2 separate regions of the Mus musculus genome follow, and region 1 is linked to region 2. A link is a contact called in public Hi-C data. All regions are on one chromosome and are shown on one strand. Each heading gives the region's core, a stretch centred on a gene start, on an enhancer-like site or on the middle of the called end of the contact. The rest is flanking DNA. Distances are from core to core; before and after follow the strand shown.

What was found. A called contact is a pair of places that touch in the nucleus more often than the background predicts.
Region 1: a Hi-C map of cortical neurons shows a contact between it and region 2, with 2.7 times the contacts expected there. The contact joins the enhancer-like site here to the promoter of 4931428L18Rik in region 2. A contact is called at or near these places in 3 of 39 promoter capture datasets (cranial neural crest, hippocampal neurons and second pharyngeal arch cranial neural crest), 23 of 484 Hi-C or Micro-C datasets (the N1E-115 cell line, cardiomyocytes, cerebellar granule neurons and 15 more) and 2 of 115 datasets of contacts at active chromatin or transcription factors (astrocytes and embryonic stem cells).

What each region holds. Positions count from the first base shown.
Region 1 is chr1:33,643,329-33,651,002 of GRCm38.p6, reverse strand. All of the region lies in intron 5 of Prim2 (DNA primase, p58 subunit), which reads left to right. Among named protein-coding and RNA genes, the nearest start is that of Prim2, 23 kb to the left of the region's middle. Within about 2 kb of position 3,107, at least 31 of the 459 cell types and tissues checked have an H3K27ac peak or open chromatin away from gene starts, as enhancers often do. A contact at or near this core is called in cortical neurons and ventral hippocampal neurons, where this site is marked.
Region 2 is chr1:31,217,579-31,224,777 of GRCm38.p6, reverse strand. 4931428L18Rik (RIKEN cDNA 4931428L18 gene) reads left to right here and starts at 2,122. Exons shown (of 3, transcript NR_033445.1): 1 at 2,122-2,302. Dnaaf6 (dynein axonemal assembly factor 6) reads right to left here and starts at 1,939. Exons shown (of 1, transcript NM_029062.2): 1 at 491-1,939. The coding sequence starts at 1,839. The coding sequence ends at 1,183.

The DNA of each region.
Region 1 (7,674 bases), core at 1,858-4,357, 2.4 Mb before region 2:
TGAGCATGGGACACATTAGACCAAGAGGCAGGAGCGGCACGGCAGGAGGATGCTTTTGTGCTCTCCTCGATAGGCAGACGAAGCGCATTTGCTGTGCTGAATGCCTCGCGGCTCAGAGTTCCTGTGCTGTAGGAGAGCCAGCTTCCTGGAGAGAAAGTATCAAGCCGGCTGTGTGTTCTCAGGTCCTTTGAAGGACAGTCCTTCTCTTCCCTTGGAGACCTCTTCTCACTTCACGTAACGAAGATGCCTTTCTCCTGGGCTTATGCCGCCCATAGAGAGGCTTCTAGTCTCCTGGCCACTTCTTTATGGTTTTTTTATTTTTTTATTTTTGAGTTATAGGGTCCCTAGTTATATTCCCTGTGATGGTTTGTATATTCTTGGACCAGGGAATGGCACCATTTGGAGGTGTGGCCTTGTTGGAATAGGTGTGACCTGGTTGGAGTAGGTGTGTCACTGTGGGTGTGGGCTTAAGACTCTCACCCCAGTTGCCTGGAAGTCAGTCTTCCACTAGCAGCCTTTGGGTGAAGCTGTAGAACTCTCAGCTCTGCCTGCACCATGCCTGCCTGGAGGCTGCCATGCTCCCACCTTGATGATAATGGACTGAACCTCTGAACCTGTAAGCCAGCCCCAATTAAATGTTGTGTTTTATAAGACTTGCCTTGGTCATGGTGTCTGTTCACAGCAGTAAAACCCTAACTAAGACATTCCCTATGTAGCCAGGAATCATGTTCAGCTTCTGCTTCTCCCAAGTGCTGGGATTATAGGCATATACCCGCATGTTCAGTTTTACACAGTGCTGGAGATTTGCCCCTGAGCTTTATGAATGCTGGGGCAAACACTTGAGCAACCGAACTGTCTCCCCAGATTGTAAATATTCTTAAAATTGCCTATTTATGGTTCTGACATAAACGAGGCAGTCTTGAAGAATAGTAATCATAAAAAGAATTTCAGATGCTTTTGGCCAGTGAAATGGGTCAGTGGATCGAGGCACTTGCCGAAGTCTGATGCTCTGAGCTTGGTATCTGGGACTTATATGCTGGAAGGAGAGAGCTGCAGATAGTCTTCTCATCTCCCTGTGTGCACCATGGTGTGTCCCACCCTGCAACAGATAACCACATCAATGTCAGTTATGTCTTAGGAAGCTGTTTTTTCTTTTTATCTTCATTTCAGTTGTTGATGATGATGATGGTGGTGGTGGTGGTGGTGGTGGTGGTGGTGGTGGTGGTGGTGACGACATTGATAGTGAGCCCTGGAAGGTCTCCAATTATAAACCATTGAGGACATTGTGTTTGGAGTAGAGCTCCACAGACCTGCGCTGTCTGCAGGCAGGTCTGAAGATGAACCCGAGGCAGGTCTACAGATCCTCAGGGTTCTCTCTGCTTCTGAGTGCCCGCTGGCCTCTGAGGCTGGCTCCTTTCCCTCCATTTCTCATCAACAGGGCTGGCTTTCCCGTAGTGTCGTGTGCACAGTTCCATAGCTTACTTCAGAGTCTTTACCTCTCTGGTAAATACTGGAGATCTAGATGTCACATACTTTATATAATGTTGTTTAGATGCTACACTCTTTTTCAGTTACAGGAAATACTTTATATGTCCCAGTGTTAATCTTGGTTCTGGCAAAAGTCTTATGACAAGGGAACCTGTCATGAGCTTGGGGAGAGAGAAGGGCAGGAGGGCATTATTGAAGGTTTCTGGGGAGGAGTGTGACACAGATCTCTGATGCAGACGGCCACAGCTGCCTAGGTTGAGACTTGAGGGTGCAAAGTGTCAGAGCACCCATGAGTCATTTCCAAGGGCGTTAGCAGTGTCTGTGTTTGTTGAGTGAAGAACAGAGGGCTTGAAGCTGTTAGTCTTGTGGAAGCAGCCTGAAGATTGGATGGCTGTTAGATATGAAGTGAGGCCTGTGCCAGATCTCGGTACAGAGGTAAGGGTAGTATGATGTTGGCGATAGTGGGTGTCTTCATTAGGGTTTCCATTGCTGCAAAGAGACACTGTGACCATGGAAACTCTTAAGAACCGCATTTAACTGGGGCTGGCTTACAAGTTCAGGGGTTTAGTCCATAATCGTCATGGTGGGGAGGACCGTGGCAGCGTGCAGGCAGAAGTGGTGTTGGAGGAACTGTGACTGCTTCCTCTTGATCAGAACGCAGGCAGGAGGAGGCTTTGATTCCACACTTGGCAGAGCTCGAGCCTAGGAAACCTCAACAAGGCCACACCTCCCAATGGTGCCACTCCTTGGGGCCAAGCATTCAAACACATGAGGGTATGGGGGCCAAACCTACTGAAACCACCGCAGTGGGGAATATGAGAAGGGAGTATAGTTTGGAATAGTGTATTTGCTTGTGGAATGTTTCCAGTGGAGATGGGTGGAGGCAGTTCAGAATGTTAGGCTGAGATTTGGAGGTTAAAGGTGTAATGGTGGAGCCAAAGTACCACACACAGCTGCTCTGAGACTGTGTGTGCAAAGGAAGGCTGCTGGGAGAGAGAGGGGGGGGAGGGGGAGGGGGAGGGAGGGAGAGAGGGAGCGAGCGAGTGCTGGGAAAATTAATTCACGATCACGACTAAGTTACTTTAATGCCTCGTTTTTCTTTTACTGTGATACTGAATGAGAGCACACGGGACATACTTATTTATCAAGCACTTGGATTATTCTATGGAAACGGAACTGATTCTAAGACTTCTGACTCTGGATATTGTATTAAATGTCTAAAGTGCCAGGTGTGGCGGTCTAGCATTTAATTGTAGCACTTGGTGGGCAGATCCGGGTAGATCTGAGCTCAAGGCCAGCCTGGTCTATGTAGTGAGTTTTAGGCCATCTGGGGATACATACAGATCCTCTGTCTCAAACATAACAAAGCAAAGATACAGCTAGACAAGGGGCCTTATTGTAGTGATACTTTTATTCATTCAGTTAGACTTTTAAGTTTCTGATTATTGGATAATTCTAATCTTAACACTAATTTGTTTGATAAATATGTGTTTTAGTTTTGGGCATTTTTTAACATGTCTTTCATTTTAAATATTCTACTTAGAATATAGAAGAATGGGTTTCATAACACTGCTTTCTTACATGCTTGTTGCTGTACCTTAGTCATATTTAACCTCCCTCAGAGCCCTCCCTCCCCAGCCTCCCCTCCTTCCTTCTGACTAAACCTCATTACCCTCCCTTAGAGTTCTCCTTTCCATCTATGTCGTGTGTGTGTGTGTGTGTGTGTGTGTGTGTGTGTTTGAGTGTGCGTGTATGTTAATGTAGTTAATTCTAAATCTAGGATGCTATCTTCGGGAAAGCATGCAGTAGTTTCTCTTCTTCCGGCTGCCTGCCTCTGGGTTTTCAAGCCTGCTGCAGACTTTGACTCAGAGGTTCTAACTTCATTGTTCTCTCTGTTTCTTACAAATCCCCTCAACTTTTGGGACTCAGAGGAAAGTTCTTGGTTGAAATGAAATGTTCTTATTTGGTGAGGCAGAGAGGGGTGAATGAGAGGTAATGATGCTAAAATTGAAGATATTCTGACAGTTTTTTTTTCCCTAAGAAGATGGGCTTCCAGGAACCCATTTGCTTTGGCATGCATTTCTTTCTTGGTTGGCAGGACTATCGTGCTCTAGAAGTGTCATTTGGGGGAGCCAGAGTACCACAGTTACCAGTGGCCCATTCAGTATAGGAGAGAATAGTGAAAGGAAGCCCATGCTGTGCAGGGTGTGTGTGTGTGTGTGTGTGTCTGTCTGTGTGTGCTCTTTCTATAGGAAATGGTTAGAAGGTTATTAAGTAGTAAATGCGTTATACGAAACACTCAGTAAATGTGTAACTTGACTTAACGTTTCACACTTGCATCTTGGTTGTTCTGTTGACATCTTAAGCGCTTAGAGACTTCAGTGTTTTCAGATGAGTAGAGTAGATGTCCTATCACACCGGAGCCGTCGTCGCTCCAAGTCCAATGGATTCCATGTCTCATTGAGGCTTGGCTTAATTACTAAAAATCTCAGGAGTCCTTAGAGGAAGTTCCTCAGAGCTATTGTCAAGACCTGGGTTTAGGAAGTAGAGCATTCCTGTTTAGCTCCCTTGCCCTGGCTTTCCATTAGTTGCTGGGTATTATTTAAAATAGGTTACCTTTTTTTTCCTCCTCGTTTCCTCTCGTCTCGTCTCTTTTCTTTTTTAGTATGTCCTTGAAAGGATTACACTTCTTTTATTTTTGCCACTTCTTTTGTAGCACACGCATGTGTATGCACACAGGGGTCTCCATTCTTTTTTAAATTTTAAAAAAAATTTAAAATTTCTATTTATTTTCTTTCTTTCTTTCCTTCCTTCCTTCCTTCCTTTTTTTGTTTTGTTTGTTTGTTTTTTGAGACAGGGTTTTTCTGTGTAGTTCTGGCTGTCCTGGAATTCACTCTGTAGACCAGGCTGGCCTTGAACTCAGAAATCCACCTGCCTCTGCCTCCCAAGTGCTGGGATTAAAGACGTGCGCCACCACTGCTTGGCTTCGCTTCTTTCTTTCGTTCGTTCGTTCTTTCTTTCTTTCTTTCTTTCTTTCTTTCTTTCTTTCTTTCTTTCTTTCTTTCTTTCTTTCTCTCTGTGTGAGTACACTGTAGCTGACTTCAGACACACCAGAAGAGGGCTTCAGATCCTGTTACAGATGGTTGTGAGCCACCATGTGGTTATTGGGAATTGAACTCAGGACTTCTGGAGGAGCAGCCAGTGCTCTAACTCCTGAGCCATCTCTCTAGCCCAGGGGGTCTCCATTCTTGCCCAGGGGGTGGTATTTTATAGCATGTTAACAGCATGATTTATTTTAGTTTCTCACAGGCTGTTGTCTGTCATTCAAAATTGGTTTTTGAATTTCCTTGTTCCCGTCTTTGGACAGATGCTGGATTCTAGGCTAGAAGTTCTCCGTTGAAGGCATGACCCTGTCTTTACTGGAAATGTAGCTTAATGTGGGTTAGAAATGAAGTGGACTTCTCCACTGCCCTAAACTCTTACTCTTTTCACCCGCTTCTGTTTATCCACTCAGTGCTACTTACTCTGCCCATTAAGAAGGGATTTCTGGCCAGGCTGTGAGAAGAAGTACATATTTCTTAAAAAATGAGTCTGTGAGGAACAAGCTGTTCCTGTGAGAGAGCTGCCATTCAGCTGGGTGTGTATGGAAGCTTGGCTCCTGTTTGTCTTCTTCCCTGTGCAGTGGGGATAGACAAATAGCTTAGTACAGGGACTGCCTCCTGTGAGCCATGATCCTGCCTTGGCTGTGTGGGCAGAGCTCCTCCTTATCTCTCCCTCTGCCTTTTCTCCCTCCCCCCTGCCCTTTCTCTTTTCCTCCCCCCTTCCCTTCCTCCTTCCCTCCCCCCTGCCTTTTTTGTTTTTCTCCAAGAATGCTAATTGCTTTTATTTTGGCTGTAGTTGACTCTGGAGAGTTGATTTAAGAGAAAAAAAAAAAAAAACCTTAATCTTTTTTTTTTTTCTTTAGAGTTTTCTATTAATTTGTCCAGATGGACAGGACTAGGGTAAATTTTGTAAAATGCTAGCTTTTAAGAGGTGGAGATTAAATTTAAATTATGTTTCTTTGTTTTTACTGTATATGCTATAAAATTAGATAATTAATACAGCCTAAAGAAGATAATTAATCAAAATTTAGAGGACTTTTAACTGATGAATTCTGATTCACCTTTTAAAACTAAGAAGCGTTTGCCTAAATTATGTAAAATGCTAAGTAAAGGGCTTAATTTGTTAATCATCTCAGTTTTGATTAGAGGCAGATGCTGATTATCTAAGTGGACTTTTCAGAGATGACTTTCATCATTTAAAAGCAACTTGTCTAATTAAGACACTAACTCAAGTATTAGCACATAGCAGTAGTTACTGTGTACTAGTTATGAGGGTAGGGCCTGGCAGGGTGAGTCACAAGTACTCTGCACCAAAGGTTTGGAGGGTAAAATGCCATGAAAATTTCACTGGCCTCAGGCCAGGCATGGAGATGCTTGCCTAGGTACCTGGAGCCCAGGGTTCTGTCTCAAGCACCTCAGCAACTGGTTGTTGTTGCTCCTGCCTCTGTAATCCAATAAGGACAGAAAGGAGATGGGAGGGTCAGAAGTTCAAGGCCAGTCTGTGCTACATAATCCATTTGAGGCCAGGTGGGATACATATAAGACCATGTCGAAACTGGAGCAGAAGGAAGTGTCAAGAAAAAAAGACTTCAACTCAACTCTCCTCCCCTCCCCTCCGCTCCCCTCTTTCATTACATTTTCTGATCTTTGTTAGTTCTGTGGGACTCTGATTTTGTTTTTTCTGGTTTTCCTTCTGTTATAAGGCAGAGCAGCACACGGAAGCAGAGGTAATCTTATGGGTGTATGTTGAAAGTGTGCACAGCAAGGGGGAGTGCAGCACACGTGTGTTCCAGGCCGTCTTCACTGGTAGCCAGATCTTCCTTTTACACAGCTAAGGGGCGGCAGGAACTGAGTTCATGAATGAGACACAGAATGCATAACGAATACATGATGTTAACTTGTCAGGTCAAAGGCATACAGTTTGCAAAGCATTTAGTGTCTGATACACAGGAAGCACACAGTAAGCTATTATCCATTAACTATTGTTTTTACTGTGTGGCTTTCACATAAGATTTGTGAAAGATTGTGCATGTGTAAGTGTAAAATGTGTGTGCCTGTGTGTCCGTGTGCATGTGTGTGCACATATGTGTGCATAGAACATTGTATGGAATTCAGTGCGAGCTTATCACTCGTGCTATATCTCCATGACAAGGTATAAGAACTTCAGGGGTGTTGCTAATAGAATTTGAAATCCTTCAGGCTTACAGTGAGAGAGTGTAGGTTTTATTTCAGCTCTTGCTTCTTTGCATGTTCTGTGAGGGGGGTTAAGGATACGTATAGACTCTAGAGAATGCCGACTAATACAAAACCCAACCCGCTTTCTTATGTCTACGGAAGCAGAGCAAGTGGCCCTTCTGTACTGGCAGGCGCTGCGGCAGATCTTGTGGCAGTTTGTTTAAGGGCAGGAGAGTCATGGTGAATGTAGATGCTTACAGGCCATTTGAGTCTCCTGCTCAGCTTTCTGGATTCCTTGAGCTGTATCTCTTTTGGGTTTTAGTGATCTTTGTGGAGGTGCAAAACAAAACAAACGGCATGTAGCATTAATTCTGTTTTAGTCCTATTCCTTTGGGAGACTGAGGCAGGAGCTGCAAGTTCAGGGTTAGCCTGCACTATGTAGGGAGGTCAGTGGTAGCCTGGACTACATAATAGGACCCTGTCTCAAAAAACAAAAAAAGTTTTTTTCTTCAAGGTGCTATTATTTCTACAAAGTACAAATAGTAATTCCTACTTTTCATTTGTAAATCAAAACTAGCATTTATAGCCTGGGAAGAGTAACTTAAGGGAGCAAGTGACTGATAGTATTAGAAGGAGCCCAGTGCCAGTGTAACAGTGTGGTCATGGACCTGGAGGGCTGTAGTTTAGTACTGCTCTTTGATTCTGTGGATTTGGGACATGGCATGACTCCACGTTAGGTCAGTAGGACAGGACTTAGAGGGGGAAGGCATCGTCTCGAGGTGTCAGTAAAATAATGTTGATAGGTTATAGGAATGTTAGCTGATCTGGGAGAGCACAATAGTATCGTGCAGCTGTACACTGCAGACTCAAGGCTGATGTTTCCTGATGTGAGGAGCAGGAGGGCAGAGGA
Region 2 (7,199 bases), core at 873-3,372:
AAATCACAGCAGAATTGATGGTCAACAGTCCTTACTGGCCAAGGACAAGCACCACTCAGCTGCCCCTCTGGTCACATTTCAATACTTTCAAAGCCCTGGTCTTTCGCAGACACTGGCCCAGATCAATCACTTCTCGATGTCTGGAGTGGCCTGAGCCTCAGCACTTTTTAAAGCTCCCTGGGTAACCACATGTATAGGCGGTGTTGAGAACCACGACTTTAGTGATCAGAACAATCCATCTGACCACTTCATTTTTTATCTCCTGGTTCACCTTTCTGTCCCTTGTTCTGTCTCTGGATGACAATGTAGAGGAGTCATCATGTGACTTTAACTATATAATTTCCATTTCTGGTTTGAATGCCTCAGTGGCCTGTCTTCCACCTAATCAAAATATCTAAATACATGAAACAGAAATACAGAAGAAAAATGTACCTTAATTTTTTCCATTTATCCTAATTGATATTTAAACTGATTTTAAGCATCATTTTTTAAAATATACGTTTTTAATAAATAGTAATGAAATAAACTCATTCAATAGTACAGAAAATACAAGGAACACGGAAAATTTATAAAAATAATAATGTACAGTTAGGAAGATAGAAACAAGAGAAAATGAATCTACACATATATCTATAAATATTACTTTTTCAAATAAACATGTGTCTCACAGGACACAGCAAATTATTTATAGTCCTTTCTTACTTATATGTTCCAGAACAATATTGAAGCCCTAGATTGAAAACATCCTAAATCATGTTAAAATCAATGAAAAAGCAACCAAATGAATTTTTCTGGTGACAATAATGACAAATCCCTATGTAGCAGATTGTATGGTAATGTAATTAGTTAGCTGAAGTTCTTCAGACTGCTGATTTAAGTGAATCACTTATTTCATGGTCATAGCTCTGCTGTGTGATTGACCATGTAATAACCTAGATGGTTAACCTGAAAATATTTTATTCAGCTCTCACTATAGAAATGGAACAGCACCTTATTGTATGAAACAACCATATGTCATAACAGTAATAGAATTGACTATATTTGATCAAAACACCACTAAAATTCTGAACCTTTCTAAAATATGTCGGGGGTGGGGGGAGAACATAAACAACCAGTATTCAAAGGTAGAAAAAAAAATGTTCTTGTCATGATTTCTTTCTATCTCTTCTTATTCATACAGTTTCAGGAAATATTAAAATCCAAATCCCTTTGGACGGTCATCCTGACTTCAAGTGTTTCAGCTTCCCAGATATAGGATGCTCTAGCACTGTTCCGTTCCACGGGCTGGGGAAAGTTTACTAACAGCTTCTTTCTAGGAGTGCGAAGATCAAGGAGCATTTCTTGGATATCAATTTGAATTTCAGAAGGGTTTGTATTGGGCAGTTTAATTTTCACCACCAGCTCCTGGCAGCATGCCGTTGAAGGATCCTTTCTTGTTAATCCTAGGTATACGTCCTCAGTTCCCACAGTTTGTTGGAATACAATCTCATAATCTGGAATTTCACGAACATCCCATATATCATCATGCTCTGCTCCTTCTGGAACCTCTTCTGGATTCCAGATGTTCTCACTTTCATCACTCCTGGGTTCAGGAATAGCTTTGGACTCTTTTGCTTTAGGTGGTCCAATATTCCCAGGGCCCATGGCTCCAATAGTAAATGAGCATTGCCCCTGTTCAAAATCAAAACCATCCTCTTCTTCGGGATTGAGGAGACTGGATAGTGCTTGAAGGGACCAGGCAGAAGACAATGTCACAAATTGCATATTTTTACCTTCCTTGCTCTTTGCTTCCAAATTCCCTGTTACCACATTCTCAGCTTCAGCATTTTCTGATTCCATTATTCAAATATAGATAAGAGTGTACCTCAAGGGTAGAGTGCTTGCTAAATGTGGAAGAAGGTCTGAATTGGATCCCAGGTGCTTGGTCAGTGCTGTTCACAGCCTAGGAGCCGAAAATAAACTGCCACTCGCTGTGCGTTGCTCTGTTGCCTGGGTAACAACTTTGTTGAACTTCCCTTTTCCACCTCTAGTTCCTGCTTGACTCTGCTAGCCAATCACAGGAGAGTCTCCTTTGAAACAATACCAGCAGCAGCCAATCCCAGCTCGTCCCGTTCAGGGTCTATGGCTGCCATTTCTAGTTAAGTAGATCGACCTGGGTTAGGCTGTGGGATCCATCATGCTAGCTCCTGAGAGTTCACAGCTTCTCTGCGGTAGTCCGGGTCCTCCCGCTTCTCTCAGACTGCCTCTCCCCACCTCTGCCTTTACTTTGAAGACCAGATACCCAGCTGGCTCAGCCACAGAGGTAAGAGCAGGATGTTACCATTTGTCCTGCAAGCTTTTTGCAGTGAGCTTTTCTCCCCCTCCTCCACTCCGCCCCCACTCCTCCTAAGCATCATTTTTAAAACCTGAGTGGGTTTCTATTCCTTTTCTAAAGTATTTTATTTTTATTTGGGAGGGAGTTGAGTGGTGGCTCAGCACTTAACGTTCAGTGCTCTTCCAGAGAACTGGGGTTTATTTCTCAGCACCCACATAGACGCTTATAACTCTGTAATTCAGTTGCGGGGCATCTTTTTCTGACCTCAGTGAGCACCAGGTACACATGTGGTATGCAGACATACATGAAGACAAAACACTACTCCGCTACTTTACTTGTGCCAACCTGACATATACCTAACCAAGATCTAGGTGGGAAGAAAGAATCTTGTGTTTCGACTAGCTTTTGATTACACAGCCATCTCTCCAGCCCAGGAAGAGTGAATTATAAGTGAGAAAATAAAAGTGGCCTATAGGCAAAAATGGAGGACACTTTCTCAATGATTGATGTGGGAGGGCCAGCCCTCAGTAGGCAGTACTACCCCTGGGCAGGTGGTCCTGGATTACATAACAAAGAAGGTAACAAAGAAGGCTAAGGAAGCCTTGGGGGTCTAGGCAGTAAGCAGCCCTCCTCCATGGCTTGTACTTCAATTCCTGCCTCCATGTTCTTGCCTTGAGTTCTTGCTCTGAGTTGTCTCAGTGATGGAGTGTGATCTGAAAGTTGTGAGCTAGAATAAGCTTTTTTTCCCACCCATTTGCTTTTGGACATGATGCTTGATCACAACCATATGAATCATAATTAAGATGAAAAATACTAGCCAGACTGTGGGATATTGCTGTGGAATACACCTAACCATATTGTTTGCAGTTGGGGAGGGGTGTGGAAAAAATGGACAGAATAGCCATTGGTGCTCAGAGCTCAATAAGCTATTATTCTATGGGAGCTTGGAAGATAAGAAGGCTGAGAGCTATGTAGGCAGTGCAGACTTGGTTTGTGAGTTTCACAAGGATATAAAGACTACAAGGGCCAGGTGAGGTGGTGCATGCGTTTAGTCCCAGCACTCAGGAAGCAGAAACAAGCGGATCTCTGAGTTCATAGCCAGCCTCTTTTACTGTGTGAGTTCCAGGAGAGCCAGGGCTACACAAAGAAAACCTGCCTCAATCAATCAATCAATCAATCAATCAATCAATTGCAATAAAAACTACCGGACTTGTTTGGGTGATATTTTAAATTAAAGATCTGTGGTTCTTTAATCACCTGGGATCTGAAGAGTCTATTGAGATTAAGAAGAGACTAGCATTGTTGAGGTAAAATTTTCTGAAAAGGGTTTCCTCAAGTTTGGCATACAGAAGCTATGATCCAGATGGGATTCAGGCTGTATGTGCATTTGCTGCCAGCCAAACTTTGTAATGTGTAAGAGTTTCCCAGGTGGTGCTGGTTTAAAAGGAATGAAGGAGCCATGGAGAACAGCTGAGGCTTGGAGCCTGGCAAGGCCCTTGGTGAAGGTGCAGCCTCAGGTACAGTGAAGCCCAGGATTACAGATGTCATGGGAGAAAATTGAGGCTTAACACCCTGTAGAATAGCCAGAGTCCCCAAAGAGAGCTCAGAAGAGGTTATTGGAAAAGGTGCAGACCTGTCACAGTGCAGCCCGCAGAACTTTGGAGATGCCAGTACGACAGAATGCATAGCCAATATGGGCGCAGCTGTAGAGTAGAGCCAGCCTGATGTGCTGTGCATGTTGTGCGAGGCAGAGCCAGAGAGGAGAAGCTTTTCCAAGCCAATTGGAGATCATGAGTCCCATAAGTCTTTACATGGTTGGACTTCAGTTTTGCTCTATTCTGATTGTAACTGTGCCCTGGCTCTTCCTCTTTGAAATAAGTATGTAATTTATATTTTATTTTATAGGAGCCCCCAGTTTAAAAGTCTTTCGAACTTTAGGGAGATTTGAACCTTAAAGAGACTTCGTATATTTTAAAGAGACTGAAGCTTGTGGGATTTTCAAAGCGGAAGTGCCCTCGAAGACTAGAGGTGTCAGATTCCTCTAGAACTAGAGTTACAATGTGTGTGTTGGGAACTGAATTCCAGTCCCTTTGAAAGGCGGTGAACACTCTTAACTGATGAACCATCTCTCTAGCTCTGTGACTGTCTCTTTGTAACTTACGCACATCCACATACAAACCCTAAGACACAACCATAGAGTTTATAGAATCTTCATTAAAAGCCTTGCTTACTATTTTGCTCCCTCCTAAAGCAGTGACCTACTCTGTAATCTTGACTATACAAGAAGCTACTCTAAGAGGTTTGCAGTTTTAAAGCTAGTGTGGGCAAGACAGCAAGACTCCGTCTCCAATATATCTTTTTTATTCTTTTATATATTTCAGAACAAAATGGGTGAAAAGAATGGAAGGCAGAATTATTAGGAGCCTAGTGCTCCTAATAACTGCTTGGGTGTTGTTGTTGTTGTTGTTTCCTGTGTGAGACTAGACATAGCATAGATAAACTCTCCAGTGTGATTGAAGATTAGAAGAAAAAGTACCAGAACTGGATGCGACATGTTTACATCCAACTGTGCTGTTACTTAAGTTCCCAAAGGGCATTGTCAGTGGAGTGAGGATGATTCAGTTTCCTGAGAGAAATGGAAAGCCAGCAGCTCGCCCTGACGGCAGAGAACATCCAGGGTCAGGCAATCCGAACTAATGAGGTGATAACACAAGGAAGGGTCCTGTGTCCCTCCTGGCAGTTCTTCTTTTCTGGAATAGCTTGAATACACTTTTTGTGTAAAACCTACCCTCACTCCTGAAATTTCTCCTCTGAATGTGTCTGAACCTGGGCCAAGGTGCTCTGAGATCCCCTCAAGTGTTGCAGTGCTGTCTTCGGCTTCCGTCATAAGAACATAAAATTGGATGGCAACAGTCTGGCAATTGGAATGCAGAGAAAAATTGAGAATTATCTCCAGTTTATGTCTAAGTCAATTTAAATCTGAGGATGGGATCAAACTGAAGCAGGACAGGCTCAGTTTTATGAGCCAATTCAAAGTGAGTTTTAAAACAAATTTAGAACCTAAAAGGCAATTTAATTCAAAATTCCTCTAGGCAGAAAACCAACGGGACTGTCAAACCGCAAAATGCAAATAAAAGAGCAGATTCAAGGGTAAAAATATTTTATGAGTTCCAGTGGCAGGACAAAAATTCTATTTAAATATCAGGTAGCAGGAAAACGCTGTTGTATAAGATAAATGTGTGTGTGTGTGTGTGTGTGTGTACATGTATATATTGATTTTTTTTTTAAGAATGAACTAGGAATTAGCAGATCTAAGAGAGTTTTAGGTTTGCCAATCACTCAGTTCTGAGTGAGACAAGAGTACCTCTAGGGTCATATATATTCTTAAAATAAAAGCATGATAAAGTCGGCCCTTTGATCACAGAGAGGCAGTTGATTCCGTATACTCAAAGCCTTCATCTCCAGTCTGAAAAGCCTAATCACTTCATTATCTCCTACGTAAAGTGCTTTAAAATCAAAACTCATCCTTATAATTTCCTGTCCGTATAACAGACTGCAATCAGTATGAGCTTGCCCTACAGAGATGGGATGTCAGTAACATAGCATAGGAAGGCAACATCTTTCTAAAATGCTTCAAGGTTGGTAAAATATTCCAAAATTCTCCCTTCCTGAGGCCACATTCCAAGTCCTGTTTTAACTGAAGTTGATGAGACTGAACAACTCTCTGTGGCCAGGAAGAATATTTGTCCTAATTGAAAAATGGAAACATTTGCAGAATAACCAACATTCCATTTCTTCTCTCCTGCAACGCTCTTATTCTCGAGGAACACGTTTCCCACCATCTTGACTCCTAACTACAGGGCCACTTCTTTTTTTTTTTTTTTTTTTTTTTTTTTCCATTTTTTATTAGGTATTTAACTAATTTACATTTCCAATGCTATACCAAAAGTCCCCCATATCCACCCACCCCCACTCCCCTGCCCACCCACTCCCCCTTTTTGGCCCTGGTATTCCCCTGTACTGGGGCATATAAAGTTTGCAAGTCCAATGGGCCTCTCTTTCCAGTGATGGCCGACTAGGCCATCTTTTGATATATATGCAGCTAGAGTCAAGAGCTCCGGGGTACTGGTTAGCTCATAATGTTGTTCCACCTATAGGGTTGCAGATCCCTTTAGCTCCTTGGCTACTTTCTCTAGCTCCTCCATTGGGAGCCCTATGATCCATCCATTAGCTGACTGTGAGCATCCACTTCTGTGTTTGCTGGGCCCCGGCATAGTCTCACAAGAGACAGCTACATCTGCGTCCTTTCAATAAAATCTTGCTAGTGTATGCAATGGTGTCAGCATTTGGATGCTGATTATGGGGTGGATCCCTGGCTATGGCAGTCTCTACATGGTCCATCCTTTCATCTCAGCTCCAAACTCCGTCTCTGTAACTCCTTCCATGGGTGTTTTGTTCCCAAATCTAAGGAGGGGCATAGTGTCCACACTTCAGTCTTCATTCTCCTTGAGTTTCATGTGTTTAGCAAATTATATCTTATATCTTGGGTATCCTAGGTTTGGGGCTAATATCCACTTATCAGTGAATTAGCCCTCAATTTGTTATGAGCTTGTGATTCATAGAATTGTCTTACCTTTCCAGTAATTTTCACTTTTCTCTACTTGATTCTAATATTTGACATTCTGAAGACTACTTCGAATATAGAAAACTGAAGTGAGTTTTGGTAACGAGACTCGGTCTTACTTGAAATGATACCGTCTATGAAAGGTATATTGTCTAACTTCATGGCAACTACTCAGTTTAAAAGTGAATAAAGACTTCTGATTTACCGTACAATTCATAGAAATGAAAAGGTGAACCCCATAGTGAGTCTTCATTGATCTAG